2 separate regions of the Mus musculus genome follow, and region 1 is linked to region 2. A link is a contact called in public HiChIP or PLAC-seq data. All regions are on one chromosome and are shown on one strand. The core of a region is the stretch at or near the end of the contact, and the rest is flanking DNA. Distances in the headings are between cores, read along the strand shown.

Region 1 (3,176 bases), core at 73-2,572, 640 kb before region 2:
TCTTCTCAAAAGAAGCTAATGGCTAACCTATTTTTGCTGGATACCTATAAAGAACCTGTCACCCTGATTCCTAGCAATCTTCCTTAAAACAGCGTGTGTGCCTCACCTCTTCTCCAACAGAATCACTCAAAGTAGGTCAGAAATGTTACTTCCTTCCCCTCATTGATTTTCATTAAAAGAAGGCACTTTCTGGAGCATGAAAGGCAAAGGTAAACACACAAAGCAACTTCCAGTGACACCCTCTAGAAATTGTTGGCACAGTAAGTCTCGTTTTTCCCAAAAGCAGGAGAAAGATCTAATCACCCAGAATGTACCCTTCTTGGCTATAAAGCAGCAGTGATCTTAAACTGTAAAGTACTCAGCTACAGGACTTCAACCAGGTGAAGAACCTCCCCAAAGGAACATATTTGCTTTGCCCATTCTAATTTTCTACATCACCAACCCGCCTCTTTCCTAAGTACTTTCTTCTCTGCCTTCTTCACATCCATGTCTTGCCAGAATGTCAAGAGACCACACTGTTCTGTATTTGAAAGCTGAGAGCTTGAGAATTGGATGAAAGCATTTGTGGAGACTGGGGAGCAGAGAAATCAGGAGAGGGAGGGTGAGTATCTAGGTCTCTCAAAAGCTATAAAGCCTTAGTTTTCTAAATCCTATGGGGCAGGGCTTCCCCAGTCTCCTCCCCTTCCTGAAATTTCTTTCTCAAACCCAGGTCCTGAGACCTGGCTCTCCAAAGGGGGCGCAGCAAAGTCCTTCAGAAACCCCCAAACACCAGCACGGAGAGAAATACACCACCAGAAAGACAGAAAGCCTCTACACCCGCTCCTAGCCAGCTAGCAGGGGCGAGCAACTTCATCCCTGGGCAAAACGAACGCCCCTGTCCTCCAAACCCGAAAAAGGTGATGGTCACTCTGAGCCCAGGTCCCCGAGATCGCCCCACCCCACACCCCGCCTCAAACTCCAAGTGGGGACCCGGTGCTGCTCACCTCTTGGCACGCAGGAAGCGGGCGGCCAGAGGAGGACGAGTCTCCAGCCCAAACTGCCTGGCAGCCTGCGAGCGCCCAGCAGCAAATCCAGGCGGGGCTCCAGGGCAGCGAGAGCGCGCGGCGGGGACCCCCGGCCGGTCGCCCCCGATCCCTGCCTTTCGCCCGCCGCAGGGTGAGCAGCAGCATCCCGGCACTGAATGGACTCCGGCGAGGAGTCTGGGAAGCGAGGACCGTGCTCTTGCCTCCTCTGGGCTCAGCTCAACTGGGCTGATCTGCACGCTTACAGCTCGGCCGCTCGCAGCGCGGGCAGCCGGCGCCCGAGCTCCCGTCACGCCAGAGGGAGGGACCGTGGGACGCGGGCGCGGCGCGGGGGCGGGACGTGGGGCGGGGACGCGGGAGCCGGGAGCAGGTGGCGCGGGCTGCGGCTGAGGCCCAGCCCAGCACGCGTGGAGCGGTGGCGCTGCCAACCGCGCAGGAGCCTTGTGACAAGATTGAGGGATTCAGAGAGACCAGAGACTCCGGAGTGTCGCTCCTCTCTAGACCCCTGTCGACACCCTAGGGATATCTCTTATAAGGATCCACGCCTCAGAATGAATTTCTACAAGATTAGGGTTTGCTGAAATGGCAGAGAGGAAAGAGGCCTGAGGTTTGTAGTATTGAGCTCGGTTATCTCATCTATTTAATGAAAATGATAACAGTAGCCACCACGTGAGGTCGCCATGCGGGTTAATTAAGTTGATGTGCACAAAGCTCTTGGAAGGGTGCCTGCCTCACAGTAGATGGGAAAAAAGTGGTGGTACCAAACCTACTTCCTGCTGATTTAGGTATTATTTCATACAGATGTGTAGCTTTTGGCGAACAAACCTTTTTGCTTCTGGGAAAGCATTTATCCTGTACAAAAGCTGCAGTGGTGGTCTATTTTATGTGACCCACACGCACACACTAGGCAGTGAAGGGTGATATGTCAATGGGAGGAGCTCAAGGATCCTCTGACCCAACTGACACACTAAATATAAATGGACCTGAATATGTCTGCAGCAGCTACGTTCACTCAAATATATATACATTTCCTTTCGGTTTTCTTCCACTTACAGTTTAGGAGTAGCCAAACAGGTAGGTGGCTCTGTTATCGCTTCGGTTTTTATTTCCTTTGTTTGTTTTTTTATTCTTTAATCCACCAAGAATTTATGTGAGCCAAATTTATATTATCTTTGTCAACAATTAACCATATGTCTATGAATTAAAAACACTTTCTTTATTAAAACAAAGCCCATTTTATTCAACATAAGTAGATTAAAGTACAGATTTGCCTAAATAGCATTCTTTGTAACTCTCAATTAATAATTTCCTCTTAAAGGATTAAACAGCTTAGAGTTACTAAGTATACATTGCTTTTCTTTTGTGCAGGGTACATCAGAGGTGAACTTCAGTAACACACAACAGTCACAGAACTACATCAACAGCACCACAGCTACAGGCATACGTTCTACATAGATTTTTCTTCTTGCAAGTAAACCAGATTGCAATATTAAATGACCAAAAAATTTAAATCCTCTAAGCACAAAAATGTTAGTAAGTATGAATTCAAGTAGCGAATGTTTGAAACATAAATTTTATGTAAGCGGAATGAAATATTATAAAAGTGTTTCTATATGAACCTCGGAATGAGAACAATTCTAGAAAATGTGCGTGTGGATTATGCACTCCGGAACACGGATATTCTTGAAAACAATTTGACAGCATACTAAAATATTTTTACTCAGTCAGGGAACATGATGGAAGAGGAGACCAAACAAATATAAGAGCCAGAAGGAAGATAAAGAGGAGGGCTGCCTCAGGCTATCTCTAAGTACCACATAGCCTTCACAGTCCTGAATTCACATCAGCCACGCCCAGTGCACTGGGCTGTTAACAGGAAATCATGGGTCCCAGGGGACTGTAGCTCTCCTTCATGAACTATTGACTACTGATGAATTCTGGAGGAGGGACAGTTATTGCGTTCACTTGTGTCCCCAGAAGTGAGCCCACCAGGTGAATGTGTGAGCTACCAACCCACATTCACACAGATGTCCCTGGTTATGCTCAGGTGGTGACAAGACAGAACAAAAAAGCAAGCATTGAGTGTAGAAAGGGACCTGTCCGGGAAAACAGGAATGGGAGGAAGATAAGGGAGGGAAAAGTGGGAGGCACCAC
Region 2 (3,174 bases), core at 335-2,834:
ATTTCCCTGATGATTAAGGATGTTGAACATTTTTTTCAGGTGCTTCTCAGCCATTCGGTATTCCTCAGGTGAGAATTCTTTGTTTAGCTCTGAGCCCCATTTTTTAATGGGGTTATTTGATTTTCTGGAGTCCACCTTCTTGAGTTTTTTATATATATTGAATATTAGTCCCCTATCTGATTTAGGATAGGTAAAGATCCTTTCCCAATCTTTTGGTGGCCTTTTTGTCTTATTGGCAGTGTCTTTTGCCTTACAGAAGCTTTGCAATTTTATGAGGTCCCATTTGTCAATTCTTGATCTTACAGCACAAGCCATTGCTCTTCTATTCAGGAATTTTCCCCCTGTGCATATCTTTGAGGCTTTCCCTCACTTTCTCCTCTATAAGTTTCAGTGTCTCTGGTTTTATGTGGAGTTCCTTGATCCACTTAGACTTGACCTTAGTACAAGGAGATAGGAATGGATCAATTTGCATTCTTCTACATGATAACCTCCAGTTGTGCCAGCACCATTTGTTGAAAATGCTGTCTTTTTTTCCACTGGATGGTTTTAGCTCCCTTGTAGAAATTTTCTTAATAATTAATTTTTATTTTAACATAATTATATTTAAGAGGTAGAGGTGAGACTTTGTCCTGATTTTAGATTTTCAAAATTTAAAAACAAACAAACAAACAAACAAAACCTGAAGTCTGGACATACTTACAGGCAGTCTGAGGTGAATGTCAGAGGTCAGGGTCTCAAGCCCGTAGCCTCCCATAGGTAAAGCCAGAGGTAAAGCCAGAGAAGTAGAGACTACAAAGTGGTCCTCCCAAGGGGCTTATTGGGACTCCAAGGCAGGATTTCCCTCTGCCCTTGACAAACCTCCTCCATGGCTCACGAGCTGCAATTCAGTTCAGATCTCACTGCACAGAACCCAAGACTGGACATCCCCACTACACTCGTTTTTCTATGGTCAATGTGGTTTCAAGGCTGTGCTGGACACTGAGTAAGATGAGGTGAATTCTGACCAGATTCACGGGAAGAGAAATGCCATGGGCGCACTCCCTGATGCCACTGTGTCGTTGTTTGTCAGGTTCAAAGGGGGCGTTTGGGACAAATGGAACTCTTCTTCTATTCTAGGTAACCCCCACTTCCCACCCCACCCAACTATGGCATTCTCCTGCTGAGGCTACTGAAGCCTCAGGACCAGGAATCTGCCATGAACTTAGCCTTGTCAGGGTGACTATGGACCACAGTCACCGTGGAGTAGGCACAGCAAAGCCGGCTTTCCAAGCCAAGGCTGCCTCGCCGGGCTCACCAAGGTGCTGCACGAGCCGACCCGCGTTCTGACAGAGGCCCACGCGCCAGGGCGGGGCTTAAGCGAGCCTCTTTAAAAGCTCCTGGGGCGGGTCCCGCCCCCACCTCTCGTCATTGGCTCTCTCCGTAGCGGCCTTGTTCCCATAGGTGCAGGGGGCGGGGGCTGAGTGAGACAGGCGTGGGGAGGGGGGCTTCACCTCAGCGGCTCCGCCCTGCTGGAAGAATGACGTGCGGTTAGGCCTGCGGGGTGACAGGCTCGCCCGGGCGCTGGTGCGGCGTCCCTGGAGACTCGGAGCCCGCCCTCCCGCCCGCCCGCCCGCGCGCGCTTCTCTCGTGGACGGCGGCGGCGGCGCGCGCGCGCGCGAGCGAGGGTGGAGGTGGCTCGTGCGTGCGTGTGAGTGAGCGCGTGTGTATGTGTGAGAGAGCGTGTGTGAGTGTGTGTGCACGCGCGCGTGGAGCCTGGGTACCGGTGCCCGACTGACTGCCTTCCACACCCTGCCTACTCCGCGCCTCCTTCCTCGCCTCTCTCCCGCCCGGCGGGCTGCCATCGTTGAGAGAAGGCCGGGGGACACAGGTGTGCGAGGCTTGCGGGACCGCTGGAGACAAAGGGGGCGCGGAGGTGAGCCCGCCATGGCCTCCCGGAGCCTGGGGGGCCTGAGCGGGAGCCGCGGCGGCGGCGGCGGCGGCGGCGGCAAGAAGAGCCTGAGCGCCCGCAACGCTGCGGTGGAGAGGAGGAACCTGATCACCGTGTGCAGGTGCGGGGCTGCGGGCGCCGGGCTGAGGGAGGTGCTGGGGCTCGGCGCTGCGGCCCGTGCCGCGCGTGTCCGCGGGCCAGCGGGGCCCTGCAGAGGGGCGGGAGCCTCTCCCCGCGAGGCCGTGGGCTAGCCCTCGCGTCTCAGGGTCCTCGCTTGGAGGCTGCCCGGGGAGGGCCGGGGCGGAGCCGGGGAGGAACCGTTTGGAACCGGCCAGCTTGCGTCTGAGGAGAAGAGGGCGGAGGAAGAGCAGCATCCAGCTGCTGTAGTAGTTACTGAGATGTCCCCAAATCCCTGTGCGTTCTCTTGCTGTCGCTTGTTGGCGTACGCATTTTCACTCCTCTCCCTCGGCCCTTATCTGTATTGGGTATCTAAGTCTTGTCAACTACAGTGCTTGTGCAATTGTGGAAGACTCCTGGTCAGTCCTTTTGGGCATTTATTTAAGTGCTTCCTGGTTGTAAATGTAGCCCTTCCTCCAGGAATTATAGAAATAGATCATCACTATCTATAAATCAAGAATTCAGAAAAAAACTGATTTTGAACAAGCTGATAAATTTTCTTTAAGTCTTATAATATTCTAGGCATCCATCTCTTAGTAACTACTCAGAGCCAATACGCTCTGTTAAAAATGATTTTGTTCCATCATACTGGTTAATCATCAACTACTGATAATTCTCTTGTTATCAGGTAAATGATGAAACCTTTCCTGCCTCTCTGGCTTATGTCTATTTTTTTTTTTCCTTATGTAAAATCGTGGCTAGCATCTTAAGCAGATTGCAGATATCTGTAGTAGGAATGACATTCAGTATTTAAGCAACTTTTAAAAAGTTGGATTCTAATGAATGCTCATCTTTCAGGAAGAGCTTTGCTCACAGTTTGCATTGTAAGTGGTAAAGTAATATAGACTATATTTATCATTTGTGCTGTGTAGAATACAAGCTTTTGGGACAGATGGGCTTTATTACATTGTTTTAAATTGAGGCAAATTTCTATGTTAGATTCATAGAAAAATAAGCTAGTTGGGTAGTCTTATCTTTTAAAGATATTAAAATTATTTTTTTAAAGAAATGAGTTTCAAAGCAGGTTCCAGCCTAACCTGTGCTTCTTGAATCATTTATGCTGCATCAGA

What was found. HiChIP or PLAC-seq counts read pairs in DNA pulled down with a chosen protein or histone mark.
Region 1: an H3K4me3 HiChIP or PLAC-seq map of embryonic forebrain shows a contact between it and region 2, with 5 times the contacts expected there. The contact joins the promoter of Elapor2 here to the promoter of Rundc3b in region 2. A contact is called at or near these places in 2 of 39 promoter capture datasets (the 3T3-L1 cell line and pre-B cells) and 1 of 115 datasets of contacts at active chromatin or transcription factors (embryonic forebrain).

Annotation. Positions count from the first base shown.
Region 1 is chr5:9,264,264-9,267,439 of GRCm38.p6, reverse strand. It overlaps Elapor2 (endosome-lysosome associated apoptosis and autophagy regulator family member 2), which reads right to left and starts at 1,322. Exons shown (of 22, transcript NM_172706.4): 1 at 984-1,322. The coding sequence starts at 1,169.
Region 2 is chr5:8,621,362-8,624,535 of GRCm38.p6, reverse strand. It overlaps Rundc3b (RUN domain containing 3B), which reads left to right and starts at 1,584. Exons shown (of 11, transcript NM_001347311.1): 1 at 1,584-2,048. The coding sequence starts at 1,924. The region is part of intron 2 of Abcb1a (ATP-binding cassette, sub-family B (MDR/TAP), member 1A); the gene reads right to left.